2 separate regions of the Xenopus laevis genome follow, and region 2 is linked to region 1. The links are chromatin contacts, called in public Hi-C maps. All regions are on one chromosome and are shown on one strand. Each heading gives the region's core, a stretch centred on a gene start, on an enhancer-like site or on the middle of the called end of the contact. The rest is flanking DNA. Distances are from core to core; before and after follow the strand shown.

Region 1 (2,700 bases), core at 186-2,685:
CCAACTTTTTTGTTAAAGTTCGGCTTTTCGATCTACAGCCACGAGAAGAAAGAAGAAGACAATCACCCCATGGCACTCACTGGAAGAATCCCGGCCCAGTACAGTTTTCTCCTGATAGGAGCACCAGCCCGGGGTTTCAGGTAAGTAAATAGGATCACTTGGGGTGCCTAACTTTCGGCACCCTCAAGTATAACAAGACTTTCCTTCTCCTTTAAATTGTCCTGTTTTCCAGCTGTGAATGTTGGTTGGAAGGTATGCATGAGCATGTAGCATATCTGTCTGTAATACAACCTCCAAGATAATAGGGAGTGTACATATATACTGTATATATTACACAAAAGCCATGAATATCTTGTAAATTATATCCTTATAAATGGTGAGTTCTGATGTCATCAGTTATAAACGGTGAGTTCTGATGTCATTTCTGTCACATGACTCACTGGAACGTGTGTATTATAATAAAAAAGGACCCCCAGTTGCAAAATATAAGGATATTAGAAGTTACCTCGGAGTTCCATGACCTGTATAAAAACACTCTGCCTTCGGCCTCGTGTTTTTATAAGGTCATGAAACTCCTTGGTAACTTATAATATCCTTATATTTTACAAGAGGGGGTACTTTATTCACTATATAATTACATGCTGAGCATTAGAGATGGAATCTCATTGATATGTTTGTCAGTGTGCATTGTAATATTTAAGATATGTACAAAATTATGTTAAAAAAAAATAGGACCAAATATATACACACTCCTTCTATTTAACATAGTTTCTATGCACTGCTGGTTGGTGTTCTACACAAATATAGAAAATGTAAAAGTTTGGTGCTACTTTTTATTGGCTAACTGAATAAGTAACATGCAAGCTTTTGGAGCACACAGGCCCGTTCAGCAGTATTATGCCTGACGAAGGGGCCTGTGTGCTCCGAAAGCTTGCAATTGCTACTTATTCAGTTAGCCAATAAAAAGTAGCCAAACTTAACATTTTCCGCATTTTTTTCAATGGCTAACATGGTACTAAATCTTACACAGATATAGGGCAGACTGTCTATGGTCATCTCTAGGCAAGCAAACTGTCTTAACCAATTCTTAACATGCCTTTTTGGGGGATGGTGTTATTTAAAGGGAATCTATTAGTAGTAACTGTTATATAATACATTTAAACTAGTTTTACATGGGGGAGTTCTAATATAAAACATCTAAAAGTGCCAGCTTTTTTTCTATTTTATTGATCTAATTCATCCTTGCAAAGCTTGTTTTTTTTTCCATTGAATACAATTGATGTATTGTCACATGCGGAGTAGCCAGTACTTGCTTTATTTTTTGCCAGTCCTATTATAACTTCCTAACTTTTGTTTGTATTCTGCAGCTCCCAGCTTTGCTAAGAGCTGAGTATTCAACAGTTGCTGGATTCTGGGAATTGTAGTTCACACAGCTGGGGGTCACTAATTTGACATTCCTGCTTTAAAGTAGATTGACCTCTAAATACATGCACAAAGGGCACATTCTGTTCTTAAGCAATGGCAAGCAGAGATTATGATCATGAATGTCACAATGCTTGCTTGGCTTAACTGAGCAGTTATTTAACTAATCATCATGTGGCTTTGCTTTAGATACATAAAAAGCCATATTTCATGACTATTTTTCTCAAAATCAACAGTTGATCAGTAAAATGTTACTACAAACCCCCAATCAACTACTGTTTTTCATGTAGTTTCTCTTTAAATCTCAGCTGTGCTTGATTTGTGGGGGCTATCCTTTTAAAACACACATTTTTAAACCAGAGTATGAGTCGTGTATATGTTAGAACTGCTAAAAAATGTTATGCCAGTTAACTTTAATAAAGCCATTTTTTTCTTATAAACTGTATTTTCATTTTAATCTTTGCTTCCATGTATATTTCATATAACCTTAAGACTAGTGTAAGCAATTTTAGTTCTTTGGACATAGTAAATAAATTAGCAGGCTCTTACAAATTATTTTGATATAGAGATATATATATATATATATATATATATATATATATATATATATATATATATATATATATATATATATATATATATTGTTTTTTTTTTTTTATTGCTTTTGCTTTATGCTATGTAAACTGCTGCCTAATGGCTGATGTTTTACGAGTAGAAGGATTCTGGGAGTATAACACGTGTGCCCCGATTGGTTAATCTCTGCGTGATTTCATTGGTGCTGAGGGCATTTTGGAGAGAGCTGTGCCCTGGTTGGCTCATTTTTTGTGATCACTTGAACCTTTTTGCAAACTGTGCTCTAAATGGGTAACTTAGAGAGTTTTACTTCAAATAAATCCTGTATGTGTTAAGTCATCTAAATATGTCTGTGCATTTTATGTTTGTTAAAGTTTAGATTGAACCAGGGGAGTATCTGTATAGGACAATGACTTGATTATGAAAAATATGCACCAGCACTGATTTACAGACAGTCTTATGGATACGGAATCTTGTAAAAGATATGTGTCGCAGTGTTCCTGTATGACCAACAAATGGGGAGGTGTATTTTTTTTTTTTACAATGTTATTTTATTTCTGTTTAAAATTGTGAAACATTCCTCTTGCCCATAAATCCATTTATTTTCGTTGTGCCTGTCCAATATGAATCTTTGATAATAAAATACATTTGAAATATTACTTTCAGTTGCCTGGTGGTACCTAGATATGTATTTTAAATGGTTTC
Region 2 (2,700 bases), core at 116-2,615, 62 kb before region 1:
AGGCATGGACGTTTAAGGGGTCCTGGCCAACAATTTTCTTATAATGTGTGTGGGGGGGGGGGGCCTGGCCACCAATTTTTTTTTCTCATGTGGGGTCCTAGCCACCAATATTTTTTAATGGGGGGCCCTGGCCACAAATGTTTTTTTATGGGGGGCCCTGACCACCAATATCTTTTTATTTGTTATTAACATGTGGGAACCCTACCCACCAATATTTTTTTGTTTTTTTACTGTGTGGTGGGGAGGGCGGACCTGTAGGTGGGGCTTGCAGTGGGCGCAGCCCAGGGGGCCCAGGAAATTTTTTCGTATGGGGCCCTGCGATTTCTGATGGTGGTCCTGGTTACGCCGCTGGCTCTCTGCACTAGCAGAGCTGAATTTCCAGCTTCAAAATTGAAAATTTGAATCTTAAAGTTACAAGCAATGGCTTTTTTTCGCCCATAGTAACTGCCTGCTCACTGCCGCCTGAGACAACCTTCTGACCTTGCCTCGTGGCCCTGGTTAGGGGTGGGCTGATGCCTAGGGAAGCACCAAACACAAATACAGTTCTTAATTTAACTCCCAAAAATTTGAATCCCACTTTTGAGAATTCCTCCCCAGTGTCCACATTTTGCATTAGCTGAAGTGACAGCTGTGAAAATCGGTTACTTGGACTTCTTTATGTGCCACAGATTGGTCATTAAGCTACTCAAAAGACCTCTGGCATTTGTATTTACCTATGGGTATTTACATATGGGTATGCCGGAGAGAAGATGCAGTAAAAACAGCCACTAACTTTAGCAAAGCTTTGAACTTTGGCATGGACACGTACCAATTTTATATGAGGCCTAATACTTTGCAAAGAACATACCTGTCTACGGGAAACAAAGTAGTAAAGTGTTATTTTGAATACCCTGCCATCACATAGCACTATAGACAACACTACAATGCGACTGGGGCTGCTATTGTTTGTTTGTTGTTGTTCATGTAGTAGTGAATATGGGGAGGCATTCAGCAGTCACACAATGCTTTCAGCAGACATAGTGATGCCATTTAGGACAAGACATGTGACAGGCAGCACAGACTGTTAATAGTCAGGTATCGACACAGACGCAGTTAAACGAGGGACTAATACGAAAGGTTCAATGCAGGCAGTACTGGTAAAGTCAGACAGAGATAGTGCTAATGTAGGGTCCCAATGCAGTTCTTGCACTGGAAAGACATCATTTGCCCTTGGACCTTTATTTAACCCTTCTCTGGTTTCGAGAGGGTTAATTGTGGGCCCAGTCAGTCAGCGGCTTTCTGCTTAATCCCCGATTTAACCCATTCCCTCTCCCAGACCTGCCGACTACGTTTCCTCACGTCGTGACTCGCTGTTCAGTTTATTTGAAGCGTCAACGCCGTGTGTCTGATCATAGGGATAAAATATCAGCCCTTTTGAATAATGATTTTTGTCAGAACTGCGCCCTACTCTTCGCATGTCCCACACCCAGCTTCTCGCCCTTCCTATTTTCTTTCAGTTCTCCTACATTCCCTGTCTACCTCTCACTCACACACGTCACTTACTGCTGAATCACACTTTTAATTCCCTCCTTCCATTCCCACCGTGTCGCTCTCTCCTGCATCATTTCTCTTTGATATTTCCTTCCCCCAACCCCCCTGTTCTCTTGTTTCGTTCGCCCCCCTCATTTCCTCCGGACTTTTCTTTCCCTCTTTCTCCCTGCTCTCCCTTTGGCAACCCCTTCCCCGGGGCTCACTGGGCCCCGCCTTCCTTGAGTAAAAGTGAGGAGTCAGCCCAGACTGTCCTTATATGGAGTGGGACTGACGGCAGCAGAGTGGAGGTGGGTCCTACTATAGGGAAGCCCACCTTACATTGTTACTATCCTCTGCCTGGAATGTGCTGCCTGATCCCTGCACTGCGGGGAAGGGAAGAGAAGGGGGAGAGGAAACGACTTTACTAAGGGACTTGCTCTGCTCCATATTCCGCGCTAGGACGGCCGATCATCCCGTGTCACGGTAAGGAATGCTACCAGTATTAAGGCAGCTGTTTGGGCTCAATCCCAGGTGGATACCGCTGTCTCCATGAAAGTTTTGCTGCAGTAGCAACATGGATTGGCCCTCCAGCTGCTGAACAGCACCCAGCCCACCCCCACAGCCCGTGTGAGTTGTAGTTGAACAAGTGCTGTGTGTTTGAGCATTGCTGATCTCTGTCTGGAGAGGAAGAGGTGTCAGTAGGTTTCCTGCGAGGTTGATCCCAGGCAGAGGTTAGAGAGGGGAGAATGACTGCAGTAACCTCCTCTGCAGTGAGGGGGGATGATCAGGTGGCTGCTAGCAGCCCATTGCTTTCTGCTAGGAATCTGCAGGGAGACCTCATTGCATATGAAGGAATTTAAGGCATCTCTATGAAGGTTTTTTTTCAAGGAAGCCATCCCTGCTCCTGTACTTAACTCTTCATCTGCAGTACAGCCCTACATCGGTCTCACATCTTTGGCCACAAATAGGTGGACTTGCTCCAAAACCCAAGGCCAAAGTGCTAAACATTAATTGGCCATACACGGTCAGATTTAAGCTGCCTTTTCCGGGCCTTTATACTGATTTGGCACCTTATCTGCTAGTATATGAGGCCCACCAACAGGCCTCCTAGACTGATATCTGACCAAAAATCATCAAGATCTCATTTGGGCAGGTTTGATTTTCCTGCCCAATTTAGGACACCATTGGCTA

What was found. A called contact is a pair of places that touch in the nucleus more often than the background predicts.
Region 2: a contact with region 1 is called in a Hi-C map of the XL177 cell line, with 1.8 times the contacts expected there. The contact joins the promoter of luzp1.L here to the enhancer-like site in region 1. A contact is called at or near these places in 2 of 4 Hi-C or Micro-C datasets (the XL177 cell line and the XTC cell line).

What each region holds. Positions count from the first base shown.
Region 1 is chr2L:92,892,051-92,894,750 of Xenopus_laevis_v10.1, reverse strand. No RefSeq gene overlaps it. Among protein-coding and RNA genes, the nearest start is that of LOC108708261, 36 kb to the right of the region's middle. Within about 2 kb of position 1,435, at least 1 of the 7 cell types and tissues checked has an H3K27ac peak or open chromatin away from gene starts, as enhancers often do.
Region 2 is chr2L:92,954,012-92,956,711 of Xenopus_laevis_v10.1, reverse strand. luzp1.L (leucine zipper protein 1) reads left to right here and starts at 1,365. Exons shown (of 7, transcript XM_041582176.1): 1 at 1,365-1,992.